Regions from separate parts of the Mus musculus genome. Here region 2 is linked to region 1. A link is a contact called in public Micro-C data. All regions are on one chromosome and are shown on one strand. The core of a region is the stretch at or near the end of the contact, and the rest is flanking DNA. Distances in the headings are between cores, read along the strand shown.

The links. Hi-C and Micro-C count contacts between places; a contact is called where the count stands out from the background.
Region 2: a Micro-C map of the G1E-ER4 cell line shows a contact between it and region 1, with 2.7 times the contacts expected there. The contact joins the enhancer-like site here to the promoter of Xpnpep1 in region 1. A contact is called at or near these places in 3 of 39 promoter capture datasets (cranial neural crest, hippocampal neurons and liver), 1 of 15 datasets of contacts at CTCF or cohesin (the NIH/3T3 cell line), 14 of 484 Hi-C or Micro-C datasets (the C10 cell line, the G1E-ER4 cell line, brain and 9 more), 10 of 115 datasets of contacts at active chromatin or transcription factors (bone marrow-derived macrophages, embryonic fibroblasts, embryonic stem cells and 5 more) and 3 of 9 other capture datasets (adipose tissue, liver and pancreatic islet).

What each region holds. Positions count from the first base shown.
Region 1 is chr19:53,037,194-53,040,132 of GRCm38.p6, reverse strand. It overlaps Xpnpep1 (X-prolyl aminopeptidase (aminopeptidase P) 1, soluble), which reads left to right and starts at 1,563. Exons shown (of 20, transcript NM_001374834.1): 1 at 1,563-1,619.
Region 2 is chr19:53,092,106-53,095,044 of GRCm38.p6, reverse strand. All of the region lies in intron 1 of Gm30234 (a long non-coding RNA gene), which reads left to right. Among named protein-coding and RNA genes, the nearest start is that of Gm41862, 8.5 kb to the right of the region's middle. Within about 2 kb of position 1,569, at least 11 of the 459 cell types and tissues checked have an H3K27ac peak or open chromatin away from gene starts, as enhancers often do. A contact at or near this core is called in the G1E-ER4 cell line and microglia, where this site is marked.

The DNA of each region.
Region 1 (2,939 bases), core at 314-2,813:
TTTATTATATATATATATATATATATATATATATATATATATATATATATATACACACTGTAGCTATCTTCAGACACACCAGATGAGGGCATCAGATTTCATTACAGATGGTTGTGAGCCATCATGTGGTTGCTGGGATTTGAACTCATGACCTCTGGAAGAGCGGTCAGTGCTCTTAACCGCTGAGCCATCTCTCTAGCCCTCCTGCCCATTTTTAAGCAACAGAAACAACTCTTGCTCTGATGGCTATAGTATGTGTGCAGGGTAGAGAGACTATCCTCAGAAGATGAACTCCGGTGAACAACAGTAGAAGCTGTGGGAAAGGGGCCCGGATGGGTCCAAGCGGTTTACAGCTTTAAGCAGGTTTCATCGAGGAGGTGACACTTGACGGGACTGTGAGTGTCAAAGATAGGGAAGGCCAGCTTAGGTGGAGTGAGGTGACCTGTGAGCTGTGATTAAGAAGAGTCACTCCAAATGAAATGGGGACTGCTTAGTTTCTTTTCCCGTCGTTGTGATAAAACATTCTGGCGAAAGGAATTTGAGGGGTAAAGGACTTCTTCGGCTTCCAGTTTCCGTTCATCTAGTCAGGGAGCCAGGCCTTACATCGGTAGTCAAGAGGCGAGAGTAATATATTCATGCTCGTCTTCAGCTCATTTCCATTGATTTTATACAGTCTAGAATCCTCTACCTAGGGAGTGGTTCTGCCCGTCTTAAATAACACAAGACAACCCTCCAGCCAGGCCCAGGGGCTTTTTCTCCCAGGCGATTCTAGAATGGTCAAGTGGACACCTCAGGGTAGGTTCGGTCTGGCTTCTATGCAGGCGTCACACAGGTGAGGTGGAAGTGATGCACCCCAGATAGGTGACGTGATGGAAGTGGGTGGGGCTACGGATCTACTTTGAAGCCAGGACCAAGCGGATCTTGGGCAGATGGGGCATGGACCGGGGAATAAGGCAGATATTACGTCAAGATTTTTGCCCTTAAAACATGGAATAGCCACCGACTGAGATGAAAAAGCCCTACGTGAAGAATGTTTTTGTTTGTACATAGGGTTAGGAGCTAGGTTTGGACGCTTTAACGCCCGATCGTTAGCCCAAGTGAGCAGTAAGTTTTGAAGCTGTTGGGAATAATCATTTGGAAGACATCTCTAAGGTCTCAGCAAGTTATATCCTGATCCAGTCAGTGTCTCCAGGACCCTAAAATAGGTTCTTGCAGAGCTGGCCACGACTCTCTCGTCTTAGCTGACCTAAAAGCTGGAACAAACCGGAGAAGCATGCAGCTTCCTTAGCTGGCAAAACGCCTGTCCTTCCTCTTAAATGGAGAGGAAGATCAGTGACGACTGACCGGCGCCTCTCCCAATTGGTTGCACAGAACACCACACCCTCTCCAAGCAACAGCCCAAAGGTTTTGGAATTCTGACACTCGGCCACGCCCACTCCGGTGAACGGGCGGGGTTTACAGCGGGGCGGAGCCTCTGCGTGAGCACGCCACAGAGGGGAGGAGTGGCCTGCCCGGTGCGCGCGCCTGGCCGTGGGTGATCAGCTGGTCTGCGCTCCCCTGACGTGGGCTGGGGCACGTCACCGCCGAATGGCAGCCTCCAGAAAGCCGCCGCGAGTAAGGTGAGGGGACTGTGCCGGCTGACCGGCATCCGGCGCCCGGCGCGCGAGCTGCACCCCCGGGAGGGTAGGGACGAGAGGGCGAGCAGCGACGGGCCCGCGGCCGTCCGGGGATGGCCTTGGCTAGCGGGGGTTGCCCCAGCGGGAACCGGGGAACGATCTGTGCAGCCCGGCAGGACTCAGCTCGCTTCCGGCGGGGCCCCCGGGCACCTCCGGGCGGCCGGAGCCGGTCCAGGGACCAGTGTGACCGAGGAACTGCCTCGCTGGTCCCGGGAAAGCGGTGATCCTTACCACCCCCGACCCTGAGGGGAGGCCCTGCTGTTGCAGGAAGTTGGTCCCTCTTGGATCCACCCCGGGTACCCAGAAGTGATTGTGCCCCTGCCCTTTTCCTTCCTCCACGGCGGCGATCTAAAGTTACAACCCTGATCATTCTGATGACTGCATTTTACCTCTTGATTCAAACTCCCAACAGAGACAGGCAGCCGTTGTGCCCTCCCCACCCAAATGGTCTCAGGGGCTGTATCAGGAAACAGATAGGCATAGCCTTCCGGAAAATCCTCCTGGAGCCTGCTCTGGGTTCTTCTTGGACACAGGAAGTGAGAAGACACTTCCCAGACTCATGTTGAACATGCTTTAGTGTATCCCTTCTGCACCCGAACCAGGCACACTTGGTTATTTAAAGTGGGAGATGCTAAGAACATAAAACCAGAATTAAAACTCTGAGGGGATGCACAGGGGCGTACCCATCCTCTCAGACCAGTTGAGTCTTGAAAGAACACATGAGGCACCGCAGCCCGACTTGTGAAATTCCGACCATATTATGCCTGTTTCTGTGAGTGGACAGATCTCAAGCCTACCTTGACCCAGACCTGGTCTTGTCACAGCGTGTTAAGTGTGACCAAGAAGTTTATATATGCACGATGGTGGGTGGTGTGGGTAATTGTCCATGTGGTTAGACCTTCCTGGACGTCTTCTGCTGGAAATAAAGTCAGGCAATTGGATAATGATGTAATGTCAAAGGTTCGGAGGCAGCTTGAGGACCACACCACAGTCGTTGCTGGATCCTGGATCCGTAGTCACAGTATTGGGGGTGGTCAGTGAACGTCAGATGGTAGGCTGAGAGGGAGGGTGCCTTCCGGAAGTGGTAGAATTTCAGTGCCATCCAGTGTACAGATGAGGACCCCTTTCAGTTTAGAAGGTCAAACTGAACTCCTTGAAGGAGGCAAATGGAGGCTGGTGGCTGTTAGTGAAGCCAAAGATAGTCGAACCAATCCTGGCACCAGACTTGTCTTCCCCGTCTCACTTCTAGCTCCAGTTGTGTTC
Region 2 (2,939 bases), core at 320-2,819, 55 kb before region 1:
CAACTGATACTCCTGTTGGCACAATGCCCTAGATGTGCTATACAGTAGGTGTGGTTATTATCCTCATAATCATTATCTTCACAGTTTCCACTCAGGCTCAGCATGATTAAGCAACTTGCCCGCAGATGTGCTGATGATAGCTGCCAGAATCAGGACTGTCTCACCTCAGAGCCTCCACAGCCTTGCCTCTCTGAGCCTCCATTTTTTTTTTTTTTTTGTGGGGAGCCTTCAGATTGACACCCGACTTTCAGCGGAATCGACAAGACATGCAACCTGGACAGTTTGCATGGGCTGGAGAGTTGGCTCAGTGGTTGGGAGCACTGGCTGCTCTTGTAGAGGCCTGACTTTGAATCCCAGCACTTGTGTCTCTACCTCCAGAGGATCTGACTTCTTGCTTCCATAGGCACCTGAATTCATATGTTCATGTCCAATATAAACACATAACTCAAACGAAAGATGAATCTTGAAGAGGAAGAGGACAAGGAGACAGAGGGCTGAGAGAGCTCTGCCTTCCAAGGAGAGTGGACTACTTTAAGCTCTCAGCCACAGACCATTTCCCCTCGGCTTCTGTCCTCTTTACCCGTCATGTGCTCACTGTTCACTTTGGTCTTAGGTCTGATGACTAGTCTTGCTTAGCACTGTCCACTGGGCTTTCCCCCAATCACTTACTCAGAAATGAGTAGCATACTGCAACATGGGGCAAGCATGGTACATTGACTCGGAATCCAGAAAGCCATCTCTATCTGCAGATGGAATTATGTATCAGTTATGGGAATTCTGTATCAGTGCCCTTGGAGAATTTGAATACAAACTAAGTGATAGTGATATTTAGATATCTGTAATGGCCTGACGGGTGTGCATTCATGTGCACACTCACCCACACTCACACATATACATAAATACACACATATTTGCTAGCTGCAAACCAGAGCCCCAAAGTAGATTTAAAATTTTTCCAGTCTATGAAATATTAATGATACATCCCTCTAATACTAATAATCAGCAATAATTTAATAAGTATACATTATATAATAATACATAATTATATAATAGACAATATAGTTTATATATTATACAGTACATTATATAATAAATAAAAGTAGCACCGAGCATCAATTCTGAGTTTGAATCCTAGTTCCATTATGAGATAAGATGCTGCTTTCTCTGAGTCAGTTTCCCTTGGCTAAAGTGAGAATGAAGCAGGAACAGACACTCCCCTGCTGCGGTCGTAAAGGTTAGATGATGAGCACCTGAAGCCTTGAACCTGAGGGATTATTGCAGGCAGAGAAATGACCCAGAGCTGGGCCACTTAAGATAAGGCAGCAGGGTTCCTTGCCTGGAGGGGTTAATAAGGACTCCGCCACAGAGCCCAGGGGAATGTTGTAGGCAAAACTAGAATCAGAGGGAGGGTGGTGCCTGGCCAACAGTGAGAAGGTTGTAGTCAGAGGCCAGTAGTAGGCATCGAATCTCCTGGCACTGGAATTACAGTTGGTTGTGAACCATCTGATAAAGATGCTTGGAACCAAACCCATATCTTAGAACAGCAGCAAGTTCATTTCCTCCCCCCCCCCCCCACCTCCGGCAGATCTCATTCTATAGCCCTGGCTATCTGTCACTATGTAGACATTCCAGAGAGCCCTTGAACTTACAGACATCTTTCTTCTACCTCCAGCAAGGGCTACTAATCAGTGAATAACTTCTCTAGCTCCTCCTCTTCTTCTAACTTTTTCTTTTGTGTGTGTGATAATTATCAAGTGGAAAAGGTACAGTGTTTAGATATGTAAGAAAAATGAACTATGGTTTCAGACTCTCTAGAAGTTTGGATCCAGTCTGACTGGCCAAGTCTGGCTGTGGTGAGTTTTAATTCTCACCTCTTCGTGGTTTGTTCTCTGCTGGTGGTGACCCCTGGAGGGACCACACAACAAAACCAGGGCCTCATGCATGCTAACGAATACTCTACCCACCGAGCTACATCCAAGGCTTGAAGCTTTCTTGAAGCTAGGTACCATGTGCTTCAATATCAAAGCAAGCAGAGATTCTTAGTGACAAAAGCTGTTGGGCAAGCAAAAGAAAAGGAGGAAGAGGAGGGGGAGAAGGAGGAGGAAGAGATGGAGGAGGAGGAAGAGGAAGAAGAGGTAAAGAAGGAGGAGGAGGAGGAGGAGGAGGAAGAGATAATCCTTTGGAGCTAAAGCAACAGCTCAGCAGTTAAGAGCATTTTCTGCTCTTGCAAGGGTCCACGTTCAATTCCCAGCACCTATGTGGCAGCTTACAACCACCTACAGCTCCAGTTTCAGGGACTCTGGCACCTTCTTCTGACCTACACAGGGTCACAAATGCATACATATAGGCCAAGCACCCACAAAATAAAAATAAATTTAGTACAGACTTAGCTGACTCCATAGGGAAGTACCGTCCAGGCTGTAAAACTCAGCATGCGGACAGCACCGCCTGCCAAAATGAAAACAAAGGCCCGAGCCATCCAAGCCCACAGTTACAGGAAAGTCTCGGAATGCACTAACCTTGCTCTTTGGCTTCTCTGGTTCTGCTTGTGGCTAACTGTTCTTGTTAACTGAAGTGTGTCAAATCAGGGTCAGTATGCAAGCATTCAGCTGGCCTGCCCTCAGGGGCCTAGCAATTGCTTAAGAAGTGGCCCACTGTGTGTACTGCATATAAAAGGACCTGCCCGCCACTCAGTCAGCAGCTCTCTGTCTATCCTCCTTCCTGTTTCCCCACTGCCCTTGAAGTCCTCTCTCAGCCCTCATGGCTCTGCTCCCATCTGTCTGTCTGTCTGTCTACATGTCCACTTGCCTGCCTCTATCCCTTCCCAGGTCCTCACTCTTCTCCCCTCCTCATAACCCCAAATTTACACCATGTCCGATGCATGACATAATTTCTCAGCGGGCACGCCTTGGTGTGGGCCCGATAAGGATACCCCCTGG